3 separate regions of the Zea mays genome follow, and all the other regions are linked to region 3. A link is a contact called in public Hi-C data. All regions are on one chromosome and are shown on one strand. The core of a region is the stretch at or near the end of the contact, and the rest is flanking DNA. Distances in the headings are between cores, read along the strand shown. Region 1 holds the start of LOC100193726 (Coatomer subunit gamma). Region 2 holds the start of LOC103632095 (exocyst complex component EXO84B). Region 3 holds the start of LOC100285826 (lipid binding protein).

Region 1 (2,700 bases), core at 183-2,682, 250 kb before region 3:
ATTATTTGCCAAACCACATAGTAGAAACCAATAGTCACCAACCTCATCGGCTGAAGGTGAGAGTTCCTTGATCATGAGGTACACCATCCTCCTAAGGCCCGCATCTTTAGACTGGAACAGCTTGGTCGTTGCAAAGAAGACCTCTGTAGCCTCAACCTACAATTTTCCACTCATAAAACTATCAAGTAGCACAAGTCATGGACTATAGCACAATGGCCAACCTGCAATTTTTCCACTCATAGAAAACTATCAAGTAGCACAGATCCTGGAGTAGAGCACAATGGCCACACTAATGTATTGAAGAAACTGCACTACATCACATGTGATTATATGTACTCCTGGCCCCCCTTTGTACTTGCAGTGTTTGAAGCATGCATAAGGTCTACTCTACACATTAAGCTAGCAAGTAACTTCTCACCTAATGTTATTCAGGGTACCAGGTGTTGAACCTAACTTTGTAGGTACCAACTTCTTTTCAGAGGACATTGAGTATGGTCAAACTTCACACTAATTTTAAATATATATGACAAGTACCATCAATCTGAATCTAAATAACCAGCCAAATTATGATTTGGAGGACGATAAGTATGGCCAAACTTCACACTAATTTTAAATATAAAAAGAGTACCAGCACTCTGAATCTAAAAACCCTGCCAAATTATGATCGTGGTAGGATAAACGATGTGCCAGTGTACCTTGGTAAAGGTATCACCCTGGTTGAGCAGGTACAGGAGCTTGGTGATAACCTGCAGATACATGAAGAAAACATGAGAAACCACACCTCATTTTGTGAGCCCTCGAATGCATTCGAATCAACATTCGCACAAGCTCGGAGAGATGGTATCGCGTGATCCCGTGGGGAGGCGATGAAATACGATTGTGCAGATAGGCACCTGGCAGCATCGCCGCGCGTCGAGCTGAGGGTCATGGAAGACTCGGGCCTCCTGCAGCACGGCGCCCTTCTCTATGCCCAGGAATGGCGAGTAGTACTCTGCAGCAGCAACCAAGCAAGCCAACAATCAGCCAAGAGCAATGGCGAAGAGCGAGGGAATCCGGGCCGGATCGCCCCAGATCTAGGGCGCGGCGAGCACAGATCTGGGCACATACACGCGCGCACGAACGCACGCAAGGGCACACACAACCGGAGGTGCGCAACGAAGAAACGAGACGAGACAGACGAGAGGCGCTGACGCGCGCGCGCTCACCTTCCTCGTCGAGATCGTCGTCTTTCTTCACGACGAGCGGCTGCGCCATGGCTGCGGCTGCTCACAGGGCCACGAGCGCGAGGGGTTTCCCCGGGGCCCAGGCGATGGCCTCGGTGGATTTGGAGTGAAGAGACGAGGAGGAGGCACGGAGCTTTACGGAAATGGAGAAGCGTGCGGATCTGAATCCAGCGCCGGGAAAGAACCGGGAGAGTGAGGGAAGGGTACCGGTACCACACTGGCACCCAGCGGGTTGATGAGCAGAGTTTCCTTTCCTTCGGATGCAACTCACGGCCTAAAAAAACAATCTAAACTCTACAGCACAACTGATTCAACCAGAATTATATAATAGATCTGCTCTAAAACGAAGCAGAGCTATATTAAACACGTTCTTATTGTAGCATTACATAATCGAACCATAGACTAATCAAATTTAATTGACTTATATCTATCTCGAGTAGATCCCCTATCTCATCCGCTATTTTATCCCATATTTCAAATTTCTCTCTGCAAACAGTGTCAAATAGTATCACCTACAGTTCTACGTCCTCTATTTTTACGTTCTACTGGAGACAGAATATAATTTGTATAACATATTCTATATTGTATTTAATTCACAATAAAAAACTAAAAAACTGATATCTGAATAGTCGTTTGCACCCCTGGTAATTACTTTTACCATTATACTATATTTAATACTTTTAACAAACATCTAAACATTCGATGTGAAAGGTGACGTGAGCTATATGCCAACTCCAACGCTGATCGATTTGACTAATAGGTGAATTTGATTAGTACCAGTTGAGTTAGAGCCATCAGTCATGTTATGTTTGGATCCATGGCGCTAAAGTTTAGCACTACAATTTTAACTACATTTTAGCACTTAAAGATCCAAACGAAAGTGCTAAAAACTGCTGAACTTTAACATTTATTAGTAGTTTAGATCCTCTAAGATGTGCTAAAGTGAGCTAAAAGTGATCTAGGATGAGGAAGACATCTCATACCCCCCTCACCCCACACTCACTCTCTCTATCCCGTATTAATTAGGGGTATGGATGTCTTTCTATATCTATGTGCTAAACTTTAGCACTTACATCCAAACACTACACATGTGCTAAACTTAGCTCTCCATTAAAGAGGGCTCTACTAAAGTTTAGCACATAAGATCCAAACATGCCCATAGTTAGTACCTATCATAGCGAAGACATCAAGAGACTAAAGGTAATTGAAAATGAGATGGCTAGGAGAGCGAAGGGTGAACCCTAGCACCCAGGGTACCATATCACAATATTATTAGCCTAATACACAAAAAAGTTTATAGAGGTTCAAGTAAATACCCTACATCCTCTCTTGTCATAGAACATTGTAGATAGGTGATATAAAGATTACAAGTCCCAAGCGAGAGGACTCATCTTAGGAGAGGGGTATGCTAAGACGAGCTAGACTAACTTGTCATGTTGTTGCTTTGGTCAGATAGCTTTCAAGTCTCTTAGCTTGA
Region 2 (2,700 bases), core at 24-2,523, 170 kb before region 3:
ACTAGGTTTGGACTCAAAATTTCTGTAGCAATAGCCATACCAAACTCAAGATGCCCTATTTCCAAAAGCAATGTCATGAATTCCCCATGTCTACCCAAAAATTGAATATAACCACATTTCATTTCTACATGGCAGCATAAATATAACCATATTTCATTTCTAAATAAAACCCGAACATAACCATATCATGATGCAACCTGAAGAGTGGCAACATATCCAAGCGTCAACTCAAGTATTTCAAAATCCCTGGCTTGTACTCAAATCTGCAGATAAAATCATAAGACAATACTCCTCTTGTTTGGAACATATTCAGTTTTCTAATTTGAACACACAGCAGAATAAAACAACAACAACAACAACAATAATATATGCCACCAGTATAGATTTTTTTCTACAGTGAAGCATACAAATTCCGATATCACCCCGACAAGTTATGCCAGATCATTTTTTCACTGCAAAGCACCCATTGCGCTAAGAACACACATTGAGATATCGATCAAGCACCCTCCTACAAAATGTCAAAGTGCATTCCCTGAATGACCAATCATTCAGAGAACAGAATCACTAATGCTGCGCAATTCGCATGAATTTCAACACCAACCACTGCGCCACAGATCACATTCGCCTAGTCCAATAGACACCCCAGTACCCCACCATGCAACAACGAAATGAGACCTCTCCACCACCCCCACGGGCCAACGCACCCTGACAACAGGCGCAGCAGGATGGAGCCCGCGAGCTGGACCTCGCAACGCGATCGGATCAGAGATGGCAGGCAGGTAGGCTCACCTTCTCGTTCATGGTCTGGCACTTGGACTGCACGTAGGCGTCGGGATCGAAGTTGTCGGTCTTGAAAATCTTAAGCTTGTCGGCGAGCTGCACTCCGCCATCGCCGCCGCCGCCTCCCCCGCCCCCGCTCCCCACCGCGGCGGCGCTGCCCACCGGGAACACCCCCGAGTGGCCCGCGGGCCGCGACCGCGACGACTTGGCCGACGCCATCCGAGATCCAGAACACCTCACACGACGACCGGGCCTCCTCCTCGGCAATGACGAATGGTTAACCCGAGACGGAGTTGGCGAGGGGAGATTGCTGCGGTTGCAGGTAGTGGTAGTTGTTACTCGCCAATCAATCAAACAAACAAACGAAGGGGAGGGAGGCTAATGATTTGGGAGGGCGGCTCGGCTAGGCTTAGGTTTGGTTTCATCCGCAGAAGTACTGTTTCTTTCTCGAAGTTAAGTATAATACACGTGGGTTGTAAGTTTGTGACAAAATGGTCCAGTGGTAAATTAGTGCGATGGGCCTCTTAAAAAATTAAATTTAAAATTAAGGTGTAACATATATTATTGTACTTTATCTTAGTTAAAAGACCGATAAAAATATGAGTTGAATAGAAGACTAACTTTTTTTTTGCTCGCTTGGTTGCTTATTCTCCTTTAACTAGCAAGTTTTACTATCCGGGAGCGTTGCGTATGACTTCATGTCATGAAGGGTTGAGTGTTTTCTTACGGTTCATCTGGGAGGTAACGACCTAATTGTTAAACGAAAGGTGCGTAGAAGAACAAATCTATTCTACGTGCTTCATATGTGACGCACGACACATAAAACTTGTGCTTTAAAGGAGTAGAGTTAGATGGTGATGTTTTTGTGCGTGTGCCAGAGTGTAAGTTCTCGTCCTTTTCTCCTCTCTCTTCTCTCTATCTCTACTATATAAAACTTCCACGATCGTCGTGCTCCCCTACATATAAATGGTAAAAAAGCTAAAATTATATAATATAGGAATTCTCACCTTGCCAGCAAAAACGCAGATGTCCACATGTATAGTTTTCATGCATAAACGAGGATTTAAACCATGGTTGTTGGCTCCAAACCACATTCACAAACCTAGCCAACAGAACACGTATCTTTGTGTTTTATACTCTATACTCAACCATAAATGGAAACCATGGCAACATACAAGCACTTTGCTAGTATTTATGCTATATAAAGCAGCAGTTTACATGGTTTCTACAATCATTGACTTTTGCAAAAAAAAACACTTATACTTATTTATATGGAACATGTAGTCCAATCCTCAACTCCAGTTGCTTGACATCACACTCTGTGTTGCCCCATCCATCTCTCTCTGCCTCGCGTCCCCCCGACGACGACCGTGGCGCGGGATCCCTCGACCTCAAGCAACCCGCCACCATGCCTCTCCAACATAGCCTGAGCAACTCGCTGTCGTGCCTCCCCGACATAGCCTGCTCCTCACGGGCATCATCCTCTGCCTCGGCCCCACCTTCGACGACCACGACATCAGATCCCCAAACCTCAGTCCACTCGCTGTCTATTGATTCCGTAGTGGGGTATTGTCGCCTTAAACCACCTCGAGTGCGGGGCCTATATCATGTCATGTCCTCTCCGTGTAGGACTAGTTTACCTGTAGCACCTAGGGTATCCATACCAAGGGCGTTGACAAAGTACATAACAAAAGAATGAACCTAAAAAGTCCTATAATTTAAAATGGAGAAAATAATAATAATTTGGAGCAATAGAAAAATGAAGCACACTTGGTGGTGCACTACCTGTCAAATTTTCACCCATAGTGTCTTCGAGCAACAAAACTATTTTCATATAATCAACTAGAACATAAATTATTAGTCACTTTACCATCAATTTTAGTTTTAGAATATATTGCACATATAATATTTAGAGTATTT
Region 3 (2,700 bases), core at 96-2,595:
TGCTGCTGCTGTTCGAGACGTCCTTCTAGGCGCTGTCGTAACGCGGCGTTGTGTTCCTCGTCGTACGAGGTGACATCGGGTGGTGCCCAAAAACTGTCGTGACGTCTGAAATGATCTGTCGGGTCGGGCTTTGCTCTGATCTACTAGTATACTACGCTAATCTAATAAATTAATTGCAACCCACACGCATGTAACACTTTTAAAACCAAACAGTTTAGATTGTTAAAATTATCTCCACTTAAATATAATAGACTATATTATTTAGATTATCTTTCCTCATTCACTCCTTCCCGATCCTCCTCCTCTTACTCAAATAATTAACAAAAACTAAAATAAATAATGATTAGTATAAGAGTTTGTATGAATTAAACTAGCTTATCCAACTAGACGAGCTAGAAAAAAATAAAAAAAAATATCTCACAGCACTACACTTACTAGCAACTAAAATAAGGGAGGCTAGAGACTGTGGATGGATACAAACAGACTACGTACTGGGGCAGTCGGAGATGTTGGCGGGCGCGTGGCAGACGGCGGGGAGGCCGAGCGCCTTGTCGACGTTGAGCTTGAGGCCTAGATTGGGGTCGTCCCGGTCCTTGACCAGCACGCACAGGCACTTGCGGCTGCTCTGCAGCACCGCCTTGAGGCCCGCGCAGCAGTCGGGCGTCGGCGCCGTCGCCGTCGCCTGCTCCTGCACGTACGTCAGGCACGTCGCCAGCCCCGCCAACTGCTCCGAGCACTCCGCCCGGTCCGCCGCGAAGTCGCCGCCCACGCCCGACGACGTCATCATCGTCAGCAGCAGCGTCGCCACCGCAACCGCCGTCACGGTGGGCACGGCCCTCCTCCTCGATTCCATGGCGCGGCGGACGGAGGTGCGTGGCAGGGGATGATATGAGGTTGCAACGAGCTGCTTGGTTCTGGTTCTGGCCTTCTGGGCACTTGCTGCGGCTGGCCGGTATGTGGCTATAAGGCTATGGCTAGAGGCGGGCGGGGAGCGGAATATATAGACGGAGGGGGTGTGGGCTGTGGCGGTGTGAGCGCGCCGGTGTCGCTGCGGCAGCGTGCGCGCGGGGTGGTGTCATGGCGGCAGGTGAGGTGGTGGAGAGATAGAGAGAGCTAGCGCGCGCGGGACCCGGGATTCCGGGAATTAGTTGTGGCCGCGGACCGGCCCGGACGCGAACGTGGCTGCCGCCTATGGGCCACGGCCGGCCCTACGGGTGCCGTTGGGCCGGGTGCGGCGTGATGTAGCCATGTAGCGGCTGTGACGTGCGTGCATCGGCGGCGGCCGTTGAGGGTGCCGATTCGCTGCTTATTTGCCTCTGTCATATGCCGCCGGCGCGTGACGAACCTGATGGACGGATGCTGCTCATAGTTCACGAGAACGGAAATAGGGAACTATCCCGTCCTGGTTCCCCACGTACCCGTCCCACGAATTTCTATACTTTAAATTAATCTCTTGACATGTTAAACTCTAAAGTAGACATCTCTTTAATTTTAAACTGTGTTTGTTTAAATTAAATTAAATTAATATAGTCAATTTATTTTTACCTCCAAAAATTGTATTTTATAATAGCTAGGGAAGGGTTTTTTTATGGAGATAAAATTTATAAAAAGCTCTCCGGTTAGCGGGGCGGATAATTTTTCTCTCCGCACGAATGGTGTGGAATGGCCATCCCTGATCCTGGAATTCCGTACTAACATCCCTAGTTGACACAAAGATAATTAATAATTAATTATGAAGTCATATAAGGATACAATTTTAACTTGTTATGATATAAACATAAATCATAAAAAGTATCCATTTACTTATGTCAATTGGTTGGATCAGGAATCATCTAAAAATTAGGCACCTCATGCCCCCCTACAACGGTGCGACGTTTGGGCGTTTGGGAGGTGTCGGACACTCAGACCTCATGTCTATGGGCCACTCGGACGCGGACGTGGCTGTCGCCTATGGGCCACGGCCCAACGGGGTGCGGTAGCGGCAGTGACGTGCGTGCGATGGCGGCCGTTGTGTGTGTGTGTGTGTGTGGGGGGGGGGGGGGGGGGGGGGGGGTGGGGGGGCTGATTCGACGACTCTGTCATATGCCGCCGGTGTGACAAGCCTGAATGCCCGACTGACGGATGCTTTGTCCGGCCTTTCTCATTCAAAGCAAACAAACAGGCCCGCCACTGATATCAGGGGACGCCAAGAAGCCTTGAAGGGCCGTCGCTCGAGCTATCTATCCAACACGGCCCAACAGTGTAACCGATCGTCTAATCGGCTGTTCCATGCTGGGAAAAAATCTCGAAGGTCGCGAGCCACAACTCGTGCGGCTCGCGAGTCGAGCCGAACCAGGTTTTCGATCTCGTTGAACCAACAAGCTGAGCCAGATTTTCAAGCTCGTTGAACCAACGAGCCGAGCCGAGCTGATCTGGCTCACGAGCTGTACTAAATTAATCAACCTACACAATAATGATGAATATTGGATAATTTTATAGATATCTGACTCGTTTCTTAATCTTTAATGATGAATATATAACAATTATAGTTTAGATTACTTGTAATGTCGTGTTGTGATTATTTATTTCACATTTATATACTATTAATTCACTATATAATGCAATATTAGTTTTAAAAGTGAAGCTCGTGAGCTGGTACCGAGCCTCATTTTACAGCTCGGTGAATAGGCGAGCCGAGCTGAATTCGGCCACTGAGCGAGC

The links. Hi-C and Micro-C count contacts between places; a contact is called where the count stands out from the background.
Region 1: a Hi-C map of ear shows a contact between it and region 3, with 1.9 times the contacts expected there. The contact joins the promoter of LOC100193726 here to the promoter of LOC100285826 in region 3. A contact is called at or near these places in 3 of 25 Hi-C or Micro-C datasets (ear, endosperm and leaf).
Region 2: a Hi-C map of leaf shows a contact between it and region 3, with 4 times the contacts expected there. The contact joins the promoter of LOC103632095 here to the promoter of LOC100285826 in region 3. A contact is called at or near these places in 7 of 25 Hi-C or Micro-C datasets (bundle sheath, ear, endosperm and 2 more).

Annotation. Positions count from the first base shown.
Region 1 is chr7:16,794,649-16,797,348 of Zm-B73-REFERENCE-NAM-5.0, reverse strand. It overlaps LOC100193726 (Coatomer subunit gamma), which reads right to left and starts at 1,432. Exons shown (of 18, transcript NM_001358873.1): 1 at 1,206-1,432; 2 at 894-991; 3 at 696-746; 4 at 43-156. The coding sequence starts at 1,254.
Region 2 is chr7:16,717,967-16,720,666 of Zm-B73-REFERENCE-NAM-5.0, reverse strand. It overlaps LOC103632095 (exocyst complex component EXO84B), which reads right to left and starts at 1,273. Exons shown (of 7, transcript XM_008653945.4): 1 at 790-1,273. The coding sequence starts at 999.
Region 3 is chr7:16,546,488-16,549,187 of Zm-B73-REFERENCE-NAM-5.0, reverse strand. LOC100285826 (lipid binding protein) reads right to left here and starts at 1,345. Exons shown (of 3, transcript NM_001176841.1): 1 at 493-1,345. The coding sequence starts at 853.